2 separate regions of the Mus musculus genome follow, and region 2 is linked to region 1. Evidence: chromatin contacts called from public Hi-C data. All regions are on one chromosome and are shown on one strand. Each heading gives the region's core, a stretch centred on a gene start, on an enhancer-like site or on the middle of the called end of the contact. The rest is flanking DNA. Distances are from core to core; before and after follow the strand shown. Region 1 overlaps Nt5c2 (5'-nucleotidase, cytosolic II). Region 2 has its middle 23 kb from the start of Ina.

The links. A called contact is a pair of places that touch in the nucleus more often than the background predicts.
Region 2: a Hi-C map of pancreatic cancer cells shows a contact between it and region 1, with 2.8 times the contacts expected there. The contact joins two enhancer-like sites. A contact is called at or near these places in 4 of 15 datasets of contacts at CTCF or cohesin (CD8 T cells, the NIH/3T3 cell line, large pre-B cells and 1 more), 78 of 484 Hi-C or Micro-C datasets (the 63-12 cell line, the AML12 cell line, B cells and 42 more), 16 of 115 datasets of contacts at active chromatin or transcription factors (the 230-238 cell line, the 3134 cell line, the HPC-7 cell line and 9 more) and 5 of 9 other capture datasets (adipose tissue, bone marrow-derived macrophages, embryonic stem cells and 2 more).

The regions. Positions count from the first base shown.
Region 1 is chr19:46,942,332-46,948,582 of GRCm38.p6, forward strand. The region is part of intron 2 of Nt5c2 (5'-nucleotidase, cytosolic II); the gene reads right to left. Among named protein-coding and RNA genes, the nearest start is that of Nt5c2, 17 kb to the right of the region's middle. Within about 2 kb of position 2,205, at least 20 of the 459 cell types and tissues checked have an H3K27ac peak or open chromatin away from gene starts, as enhancers often do. A contact at or near this core is called in pancreatic cancer cells, where this site is marked.
Region 2 is chr19:46,988,143-46,994,393 of GRCm38.p6, forward strand. It overlaps a transcript of Nt5c2 not described here. Among named protein-coding and RNA genes, the nearest start is that of Ina, 23 kb to the right of the region's middle. Within about 2 kb of position 3,114, at least 15 of the 459 cell types and tissues checked have an H3K27ac peak or open chromatin away from gene starts, as enhancers often do. A contact at or near this core is called in pancreatic cancer cells, where this site is marked.

The DNA of each region.
Region 1 (6,251 bases), core at 955-3,454:
AATCAGAACACCTGCAATTTGACGCCAACCTAGGCTACATGTCTGGATCTGGTTTTATGCAAGGTCTCATGTAATTTCAGTTGGCTTTGAACTCACTATGTAGGTAAGGATGAACTTGAACTCCTGATCCTCCCTGCCTCTACTCCCAAGTGTCAAGATTACAGGAATGACCCTCCACATCAGCTGAGAACCTATCTTTAAAAAAAAAAAAAAAAGGAAAAAAAAGGTAACGGTAGATACATACACTAAAATGGCTAGTCCGATCAAAAGGCAACAGCAATTGTGTAATGATGCAGAGAAACTGAAATGCTCATATACTCAAGGCAGGACTGTAAAATGATACATTGGCATGTTCAATTTATCAATAACCTGAGCACAGTTACCATATATCCAAGCAAATTCCACTCCTAGATACATGACTAAAGTTTGTTCATACAAAATTTTACACAAATGTTCCTAAGAGTGTATCTTTCTTTTAAATATTACTTATTTACTTTTATTTATATGAGTACCCTATAGCTGTCTTCAGACACACATAAAAAGAGTGTGTATCCGATCCCATTACAGATGGTTGTGAGCCATCATGTGGTTGCTAGGAATTGAACTCAGGACCCCTGGAAGAGCAGTTGGTGCTCTTAACCGCTGAGCCATCTCTCCAGCCCCCCAAGAGTGAATCTTAATTGTAGGTTTTATTGCTGTGACAAAACAACATCACCAAAAGCAGCTAGGGGAGACAAGTATTTAACTGTCGTCCCAGTCAGCCTCATCACTGAAGCAAGTCAGGGCAGGAATAAAGCAGAGGACATGGAGGGCTGCTTACTGGCTTGCTCAGTTTGGTTTATTCTACATCCTAGAACAAATTGCCATTCCACAGAAATCAATTAAGGCTGCCTCTTCTCAGATGACACCAGATTGTGTGAAGCGACAAATACAGTATATTTATACAATGGAGTATTACTAGGCCAATGAAATAAGTTCTGACATGGATAAACCTTAAAAACATTCTGCCTGCTGGGCACAGTGCTGCATGGCTATAATCCCAGTACTTAGAAGGCAGAAGCAGGACGATCACCACAAGTCCAAGGCTAGCCTCAACCACAGACTATGAGAACCCTGCCTCAAACACACACACAACGGGGGTGTGTGAAAATAATGGAGCTGAAGAGACAGCTCAGTTGGTGGTGCACTTTCCTAGGTTCAATCCAGCACCAATAATCTAGGAGTGGTGGTAGAGACCTGTAATCCCAGCCCTCTGGAGACGGATCCAGGAGAATCAGAAATTCAGGTTCGGGACTGGAGAGATGGCTCACTGGTTAAGAACACTGACTACTTTTCCAAAAGTCCTGATTTAATTCCCAGCAACCACATGGTGGCTCACAACCATCCATAATGAGATTTGAGGCCCTCTTCTGGTGTGTCTAAAGACAAAGATGATGTACTTATAAATAAATCTAAGAAAAGAAAAGAAAAGAAAAGAAAAGAAAAGAAAAGAAAAGGAGGGGAGGGGAGGGGAGGGGAGGGGAGGGGAGGGGAGGGGAGAGGAGGGGAGGGGAGAGAAATTCAAGTTCATCTTTGCTACATAAGCAGTGTGTGGATAGTCTGGGTTATAAGACCCTATCTATTAAAAAAAAAGCTGAATATTACAGGATATTTGATTATACTATGAACCCAAGATTGTGTTTTTTACTGAAAACAAAAACAAAACAAACAAAAAAACCAACCTGCTTCTACTTGTGGTATGGTCAAATCTTAGCACACAACTTTAATCCCTCTGGCTGGAATACAAACACCTTTAATAAACACCTTTAATCCAAAATAATGAAGGTAAAGTTAGTTTGTAGAAGGAAGCAGCCATGTTTGAAAATGACTAGTTGAGGGGCAGACAAACCAGAGAAAGAGATGACAGAATGAATCAGGGGTGGGATATGCCCAAATCTCATGAGAGCAGACAGGAAAAAGAGGCTACTGAAGAAAGCTACACAGAAAAAGAGAGGAGAGGAGAAAAAGGAAGTCTACAGAGACAGTTATAGAGAGATAGGTAGCAGACAGAAGCAGCTAGACTCAGGTAAAGACAGAATGAGCCAAAGGACGGGCAGGAGCTAAGACACTAGAACAGATAGCCAGGGTTAGCATAAGACCAAGCAGAGCAATTCAAGAGAGGAGAGAGAAGCCAAAGTGAATCAGTCAGCGTGGAAAGGAGTGAGTCAGAGCAGCTGCACTGATCAGTCAGTCAGAGCAAAAAAATAAAAGGAAAGGGCGATCTTATTCAGCAGTATGTCTCAAAGGCCGAAAACATTCTAGGTCTAGATAAAATGGTACAGAGCCTAGGAGCTAGGACTAGGTCTAGGTTAGCGGACTGAGGCAGCAAGCTTCCGAGAGGACAATTACATCAGGCAAACAAAAGCTATTACTACAGCTGAAAGAACAGATACGTACTGTATTCTACATTCCTATGAAAAATGTAAAATGTTGATCTCACATTAGAGATAGAATCAAGATTGCTGGACTCATACAAGGTCAGTGGGTAGGGGATATTGAGAGACGGGGTAATTGTTACCCAACTACATCTACTTAGAACTAAGATCTGGTGTTCCATAGCAATAGTAGGGTGACTATGGTTTGAAATAATTTAGGAATTATTATAATCACATGGAGGTAATAAGTCCTATACCTCCCAACACCAAGATAAATGTTTAAAGAGATAAAAATGTGAATTTCTCAGACTTGGTCGTTATGCATTATATGCAGAGTACCAAATAAATACAACCAAACATTTGTCTCAATTTGAAAAAAACAAAAACATTTAATGATATCTTTAAGTGGTTAAGAGAGAAATTAAAATTTATCAGTCAGTCTCCCTTGACAGTTTCTCTTTATAAACCTGATACTTCCCTTGAAGTAAAAAAAAAAAATCATTATAAACATTTCCAAGTCTACAAGTACTAACATGCTAAGACACGTACTAAAGAATTATTTTGCAGTGGTGGCGCACGCCTTTAATCCCAGCACTCGGGAGGCAGAGGCAGGCGGATTTCTGAGTTCGAGGCCAGCCTGGTCTACAGAGTGAGTTCCAGGACAGCCAGGGCTATACAGAGAAACCCTGTCTCGAAAAACTAAAAAAAAAATTATGAATACCAACAAATTCATTTTTATTTCTTAAATTCACTTAAGAAGAAATCATTATTCAATGGGTTTAAATAAAGACTGGTAAGGCTTTGAAGATTTAAATTCAATTTAAGCAGTAATTTCAGGGCATGGCAAAGTGAGCTCAGGGGTTAAGAACACAAATCTCTCTTGCTGAGGACCCAAGTTTTGATTCCCAAACCTATGTAGAACAGCAGTTCACAAACACCTGTACTTCCAGTTTCCAGAGGATCTGATATCTCTGGTCTCTGGCCTCTGAGGACATCTATACACACACACACACACACACACACACACACACACACACACACACACAGCTGGGCAGTTGTGGCACACATCTTTAGTCCTAACAGAGGGAGGCAGAGGCAGGTGAATCTCTGTGAATTTGAAGTCAGCCTGGTCTACGGATCAAGTTCTAGGACAGCCAGGGCTACACATAGAAAACTTGTCTCAAAATTCCAAAAGAGGTGGGCAGGGCAGAGGGGGTGAGGAAAGAAGTAAAGAAAGAAGGGAAAAAGGGAGGGAGGGAAGAAAGAAAATTTCAAGGCCAGACGCCTTTAATACTAGCAGAAACAGAGGCAGGTGAATCTCAGTTGAGTTTGAAGCTAGTTCTACATAGCAATTTCTAGGACAGCCAGAGTTATTATATAGTGAGATTTGTCTCCAAAATAATATTAGTATTATAATTTCAGGTAAATATGTGAATGCTTCTATATATTTTTAAAGACAAAGGAATTGCATATTTTTTCTTTTGAGACAAAAGCTCATTTCTGGAAGCTACAATGGCCTAAAATTCACAATGTAGCCAAGACTAGCCTCAAACTCCTGGCAATTCTTTCTGCCTCAGACTCATGAATGCTCAGATTAAAGGTGCAAGCCCTTACACAAGGCTGCCATGCTTTTTAAAGTAACATAAATGACTGTTTACAAATTCACAAGTTCAATTATCAAATTTCAATACAATATAATAAAAAACTACTAAATTCATTATCTATGTTCACAGAGGAAAAAGTCAGTTCCCTATATTAAAGAAATTTTGCTTTACTATAATGATCAGAGCTTCAAAATGGTAAATCCAAATACCTGATTCCAGCATCACAGGCAGAGTCAACATGAAAAGCTGATGAAAACTCAGATAGTTCCATTGTGGATCTGATAACTATAAATTCTGGTCTGTACTGAACACTACTAGCTCCCAGGTGTAAACCCAGAGATGACTGTCTAACGTGCTTTCAGGGACCATGACGTGTAAACGTACTCGATTACTCTGACTACAGCGTAACACATTCCAATGAAGGGTTTGGCCAGACAATTATCCTCATATCAAAAACTGAGCAATCATAACAAGGAAATGAAGGCACAACAACAGCCACACATCCTGAAGGTCAGCTTCCTAATGATGCATCACCATCATCTCTGCACTGAAATGCACAACACTGGCAGGAAACAAATAACAACATTGATGAAGACGAGACAAGGCAGTAGGTAGGCATGAATTAACTAAAGCCTGTCTCAAAAACAAAATAAACACACACACACACAATGGAAGGAAGGAAGGAAGGAAGGGAGGAAGGAAGGAAGGAAAAGGAAAAGGAAAAGGAAAAGGAAAAGGAAAGGAAAAGAAAGGAAGAAAAATAGTAAAAACTAAATGGTTTTTATTTGTTCTGTGGAACTGTCCTCCAATCTTCTATCTTAGAAGCTTGATAGTGTGCGGGATGTTCTAAAGGCGGGTGAACTATTCAATCCCACAGGAAGCTAACTAGGCTCAGAGAGAAAAGAACTCCAACAGGACCGCTGCTGAGATTTGGTCTGTTGCTATGTATTGTCATGTTAAACTATAATTTATACCCAAAGGTCTGGGGCTATGAGTGGCTTTTTATGTTTACAAACTTTTGTTGTGCAAACCTTGTTTCTTGATTTAAAACTATTAGTTATATAAAACTGGCTACACCAATTACTGGAGGGATTAAAGGTGGGTGGGTCTGGAGTGACCTGGTTAGAGGAGGAGAGACCAGGAGAAAAAGGAAGGACAAGAGAGAAAAGAAAGCCACCATGAGGGGAGTTGGACTGTGAGAGCACATGGCCAGGAGAAACAGCAAGTAGCTAGGGTACACCTGTGGGGAGGTAGCCAGCCCAGCAATTAGAAGAGTAGATTAGGGGTTACCCCCTCCAGTAATTGTCAAAGCCAAATAAAACAACCATAGCCTTGGTCTCATTTATTATGAAGCTAATGGGAAATAAACTTAAATTGCTTATACTACAAACCACTAAGAACAAGTGAAGCTGCTTAAAAACAGGTTCAGACAGTCTGAGCAGCTGAAAGAAGCAGACCACCTCAACTGCCTAGAACACTCTCTAACCAGCCAAGCTGCCTAGGAGAGGCTTAGACCATATCAACAGTCTCAAGTAGACATTTTCCAACCTTTCCACCTGCCTACACACTGTGCAGGGAGCTCCAGCTTTCCAGCTTTCCAAACCCGTCGCCCATGCTGGGGTGGGCTTTTGGAGAGAACTGCCTTTAACTCATTTCTGCTCCTGTAAGGAACCCCAATAAAACTCACTGCTCACCGAGCTGGACACTGACAGTGCCCTTACTTCAGTCTGCTGTCAGTTCCCTAGGTGGGCTGACTAGATGTTTGTTGGTCTCTCCCCAGGAATAATGTCACATATCATCACTAAATACATTTTTTTAAGGTTTTGTATATTTGAGAAGGTCTCATGTAGCCAAAACTGGCATCAAACTGACCTTGGTAAAAATGACCTTAAACTAATCTTTCCGCACAAGTGCCATGATTACAGGTGTGTCCCACCATGCTGGGCCAATTAAATTGAGGGAGAGGCATGATATTTGAAGCAAGGCCTCATGTCTCAAACTTTTCTTTAAATAAACGTGTTTAGAAAATTAGCTTGATATGTATTTCATAACATAATAATAGTTAATAATAAAATATTGTATACTTAAAATTGGTTGAGAAATCTTTGTTGTTTTTATTTTCTTTTAGAGTGGATAATGTTATTTAAGACAGGTTCTCATGTAGCCCAGGCTAGCCTTGACGTGTTTTATTGGGACAGAGTGACATAGCTCAGTATTGAGAGTCCTGGGTTCA
Region 2 (6,251 bases), core at 1,864-4,363, 47 kb after region 1:
AGGGTTGAAGAAAAGGCCCAAGTAGGGAAAGTGGCTACAACTCAACCGCTCAGGTCAGGAAATGCTGTGGTCTTGCTTGAACAAACGGTCCTTACGCTACAGCCTCCACGAGAGTCAGTACAACTATCCAAACACAGATTCGCGGGGCCAACAGTGGCTGTGCTCTGGGGCTAAGGAGCTACATTCTAAATTCAGCTGCTCTGGGGTCCAGAAATCATGTCGTTAATGACTCTGAAGATGGTGGTTCACGGCGCTGAGAAGCCGTGCTCACAGAGAGGAAGAACAATGAGTTGGCAGAAATTCTGGTCAGCTCTATATCGCGCTGAGGAATAAGGAGCTCAATTTACAAGTCCCCTCTGGGAAAGAAAACACTAACAAAATGCGTTTTAGAAAGACAAGGCAGTTTTAATGAAAAGGGGTGCCACGCCCTGAAGAGACCCAGGGGTCTCCCCCTCCCCCCCAGGGAAAGTCATTGTGCAGAAAGATAAAACTGTTCTGTACCCATTACCCAGCCGCACCCTCCTGCACTCCTAGGAGACTGCTCTGCTGAGCAGATAAGTAGTGTGGTCTCTAACAACCACACAAAAGACCTGCACAGAGCCAGGTGGGGGCACTGCCTGCTGTAAAGGTCTGCCTGAGTCACCCCTGACAGGAACCAGCTTCTCCTAGCCCTGGAGTTTTCTTCACTATCTGTGATTGGGCTCCCCTAGTCTCTGGGCAAAAGAAAGAAAGAATAAATATTAACTAAAGGTGCAGCTGTGGCAGGGTGCCCAGGCACTCCCCTCCCTTCAGCCTCCTTGCCCCCTGACCCAGAGGCTGGAACCAACCGCTGGGCTCTCAGGTTCATGATCTGCTTGGCTGCTCCTGCAGAAAGAGGGGAGAGGCGAGCATTTCTCTGCATAGCCCTGGATGGCAACCAGCCATTCATTGGCGGGAGGGGCCTTTACAGGTGGCTAAAGTGATGTATAGTCACTGCTGGGGCCTCCTGGACTCAAGTAGCTGACCCATATGATCTCCAAGTCAGCCAAAGCCAAGGCCCACATTCCTTCCATGTGTTACACTTCACCAGTTGTTACATTGTGTTATATTGTGTTACATTATGTTACATTAACCAGTAGCCAGCTAAGCAGATTGTATTCGTCACTGGGTGGTAGGGTGGGATAATTAGAGACCCAGTGATAAATTATTTGTTCAATGAGAATAATAATGCCTGCCTCACTCCTTGGCTATTGAATTAAAGAGATGTTAAAGAAATGAAAACTAAAGAAATAAATTCGTAAGTATTTTTTTTTTAAAAACATCTTTCAGGATGGGGAGATGGCCTTGTGGGTAGATACCCAGAAGCCATTGCAGTAGTGTGCATTGCTGAACTGCGTCCTGCCTTGCCGCTGGGATGCCTGGGCACAGCTGGCATGCAGCTCGGGGGAGGCAGAACGAAGTCCCCAGAATGGTGGTCTGCTGCGGGGTCTGGGACCTATGCCGTGGTTCCCAGTCTCCTATGTACCTGGGCGCCACTGGCATACAGCTGGGAGTCGGGGCACAGGGTCCATGGTCCATGCTTCCCCTTGGGGCATCCATGCACTGGACAGGAAGGGGAAGACAGAGTCCAGGAAGGGCGGGACCAGTCTGATTACAAGTGAGCTCTGGAAGAAGAGAGAGAAGGACTTCTTCGGGAGTTTAGGCGAGGCTCTTTAAGATGAAGGCCTTCCCCGCAGCTTGCTTGGTCATATTGGTTTATTTGATGGTGGATATTAATTGCATACACTTCACTCAGGGTGAACCGGGGATCAAATACCTTTTGCGGGAAGGAGTGCACAGGAAGGGAAGCTAATTGGCTGAACCCTCAGGGGCTTATCTAGGTACCTCATTAGTGTGGAGTACTTGAGGTTTTTTATGCCACATGACTGATCACCACGGTCCTCAGTGGGGTGTTGTGGTTTCTGTTCCAGGGCAGGTAGAGGCGGCAGGGAACGGCTCCGCTCCTGCCGGTCTCAATCCCGAGATCCCTGGGACTTGCGCTCACTCAGCCTGACCACTTCTCATGCCTGCCTGGTAACAAGCTCCCATATGCCCTACAGTGCATCATCCTAGCATTTCTACAGCAACACAGACAGAAGAATTCCCAGACGCTTGTGGGCCACTTACCCTAGGGTTGCACCAGAGAACAAGAGACCCTATTTCAAACAAGATGGGATGCAAAGACCAACATCCAAAGTTGTTTCTGATCTCTACATGTGAGCCAGGGCAGGTGTGGTGCCCACACTCACAGACATGAAAACACACGTGCATGCACACACAAACACACAGACACACCAGACAGATACATGCAAACATATCAATAGTTTTAAAAGAAAGTGGGGGGTGGCAGGGAATGGCTCAGTGGGTAAGAGCACCTGACTGCTCTTCCGAAGGTCCGAAGTTCAAATCCCAGCAACCACATGGTGGCTTACAACCATCCATAAAGAGATCTGACTCCTTCTTCTGGAGTGTCTGAAGACAGCTACAGTGTACTTACATATAATAAAAATAAATAAATCTTTAAAAGAAAGAAAGAGAGAGAGAGAGAGAGAAAGGAAGGAAGGAAGGAAGGAAGGAAGGAAGGAAGGAGGAAGGAAGGAAGGAAGGAGGAAGGAAGGAAGGAAGGAAGGGGAGTGTGGTGTCTCGTGCCTTTAATCCCAGCACTCAAGACACAGAAGCAGACAGATCTCTCTGTGAGCTCAGTGCCATCTGGTCACCGTGGCAAGTTGTAGGTCAATCAAGTGCTACATAGTGAGATCGCAAAAATTAAAAAACAAATAACTAGCCGGGCGTGGTGGCACACGCCTTTAATCCCAGCACTTGGGAGGCAGAGGCAGGCGGATTTCTGAGTTCGAGACCAGCCTGGTCTACAAAGTGAGTTCCAGGACAGCCAGGGCTATACAGAGAAACCCTGTCTCGAAAAACCAAAAAAAAAAAAAAAAAAAAAACCCAAACAAAACCAAACCAAACCAAACCAAAACCAAAACAAAAAAAAACCAAAAACAAATAAATAGATTTCTTAAAACCTTGAGTAATACATTTCAACTCCTGACCTTTAGGTCCTGACACTCACCACGCAGGCTCTGCTTGCAATGATCAGCACTGCGACCTCTATTCAAAGTGTTCCACTAACCAAGACCTTGGCTCAAATCCTAAGTTGGGCAAGGGACAAGCTGTTGGTCAACACTGCCCCCTAGTGGTAAATTTACCAACTGCACAGAGACCGGCCACCAGTCTTTCTCTGGGCTCACTGGGTAACTCCTGGAAAAACCTTAAACTCCTTGCCCCCGAAACAGCCTTAGGCTCAATCCCAGCCAAGAGCCAGTCTGCTCTCTGTGTGGCTTATGTCTTTGTACTTCATAAGTGGTACTCATCCGTACTTTAAATCTTTAGCAAAATCCTGTTCAGATCCTGACTCGTCCAAAAGAACCCTGACCCTAATCAGCCCAAATCTCCCCAAACTTTCTTCAATGTCTCCTTTATTGGGTTAGTTGCCTGTATGAGTTATTTCTAAACTATAGAGGTGTATATATATATATATATATACATATATATATACACATATATATATACACATACACATATATATGTGTATATATATATATATGTATATATAATTCCCGTTTTACAAAACTGTTCGAACAGTTTTCAGAGCCTGAGCTAACTACATATATTCTTTTTTTTTTAAGATTTTTTTTTAATATGATGTGCACACTTCAGACACACCAGAAGAGGGCATTGATACCCATTACAGATGAGCCACTGTGTGGTTGCTGGGAATTGAACTCAGGACCTCTGGAAGAGCAGTCAGTGCTCTTAACTACTGAGCCATCTCTCCAGTCCGACTATGTATATTTTTAAAGAATCATACTTTTGAGTGCTTAATGAGGGCCAGAACCAGAGCTGGGTACTTGCCCATACACGCTCTCAATTATGTTTTGTTGTGATAATTATTATTCTGGGGTTGCTACACCCCCTTGTTGTCTTTGAATATTAAGGGGTTTCTACTCCACTTCAGACCATATTGTTCCCAGATAAAAGACACAGAAATCTTCAGATTTACAATGAGCTTAAGGGCACTAGAGCTGGCTGGGCGTGGTGGCGCACGCCTTTAATCCCAGCACTCAGGAGGCAGAGGCAGGCGGATTTCTGAGTTCAAGGCAAGCCTGGTCTACGAAGTGAGTTTCAGGACAGCCAGGGCTATACAGAGAAACCCTGTCTCAGAAAGAAAAAACAAAAAAAAAACAAAAAAACACTAGAGCTGGGCTGGTGAGATGGCTCAGTGGGTAAGAGCACTGACTGCTCTTCCAAAGGTCCCAGCAACCACATGGTGGCTCATAACCACCCATAATGAGATCTGACGCCCTCTTCTGGTGCATCTGAAGACAGCCACAGTGTACTTGTTTATAATAATAAATAAATCTTTGAGGGGAAAAAAAAAAGAGCACTAGAGCTGGGCAGACACCAATCCTCTGTGCTGTTTTGTCTGCTTCCCTGGTGCTGTTCCCGGGGATATCACTGGCCGTGCTCCACCTGGGCCATGCCTACTCCATCAGGCCAGCCCTCATGGCCACCTACACAGTGGTGTCTTCTTTCCTTCTCCTCCTCCTCATGGTCCTACCTCAGACCCCAAGTCCGGGGATCTTTGCTGTGTCCCCTACCCTCTGCCCAGCCCAGGCTATAGGTATCCTTATTATAATCAGTGATAACTTGGGGGGGGAGGGCACAAGGTTTGCACAACAAAAGCTGGTGTATGTGAGATTCACTCATCTTGGAGTAACCAGGTCTTGGGATACAGTATTTAGCCTTTGAATACATAGTAGCACCAGACCAACCCCCTATAACTTTCCATGGCCACTTTAATGCAATTCTACTGCAAATTTGCTACTGTCTCAATTTATAGCTGGAAAAAGGAAACCTCAGTGACTTAATGTAGACCACACAGCCAGGGAGAAGTGTAGGTCTAAAACCATACGCTAACAACGGCGGGTACAGAGAACAAGTCAAATCTCCTGAGTCAACTCTCGCGCCTGCAACTGAGAAAGAATTCAAAACCCCCTGAGTTTGGAGAGTGATGTACTAGGCCGTTCTTAATGAAGACACTGAAAGGTGAGCCTTTGAATCCGGTCCAGATTTCCAGGAAATCCGGCCCACATTTCCAGGAGATGCTTTAAAAGCTCCAAGCCATTAACCACCACCTCCTAGAGAAGGAATAAGCATTCTAATTAATTTCTTTAAAATAAATTTAAGTGGGACAGAGAGATGGCTTGGAGGTTACAAGGACTTGTTGCTTTTACAGAGGACCACACATGGCTCACAACCATCCTTAACTCAGATTTCAGGGGATCCGAACCCCTCTTCTAGCCTTCTCCAGCATCAGGCGCTCACATGCTGGCGCATACACATATACCGAGACAAAAACTGCTCATACATATAAAATAAGTATGTAAGTATTTTAAAAATCAAATAAACGTCTGTGTTCTTTAGACAGGTGGTACACGCCTGTAACCTCTGCAATCAGAAGGTGGGGACAGGGAGATCAAGAGTTCAATACCAGCTCAGGCTCTACAAAACCCTGTCTCCAAAGTGAAAAAAGAGAAAGCATGCATGTGTGAGCAACACTATAAAACACTGAGCATTTTGTAGCCACCAATAATTTGTGAGAAGCAGCAACAAGGAATGGAGTGGGGGGGTCTCAAGTTGGAACAAACCCCCACCATGGTGTTTAGGGAGGGATACAGTTCTGTTTGAAAGAAAACTCAGGGAACAGCGTGGTGAAGGATGAGCCCGGCTGTTCGATTCTGGGTCCTTGTTTCCTCTATCCTAGGCCTGGGCTCCAAAAACCTGGAGAAGGAATCCTGAGGGAAAAGATGGGGCAGAGTTTGGTTCTCAGGAGCAGTTTCAATTTATTCAACCAGCATGACCCTAACTGACCTGCAAGCAGCCTGGGACCCAGGCAAGGTCACTCACAATACAACCAACTTTACCACACGTTGTGGAAGCCTCGCAGACTGTGGTACCGCTTTCTCTTCGCCTCGAGTTGTCCAGCATGCCTGGTTCCTCACACCAAAGGGGCAAGTTTGCCTTCCAAGTGCTTCAAGGACAGAGAGTAAACACATTTCTGTTCACATGTTTGTGGGTCTATGTGCCTGGTGAGAGGCACATGGAACTGACCATGTCTCCCAAGCCGCGTGTGCAGCTGCTGAAGACCCCCCTGAATGGGATGTGGTGGA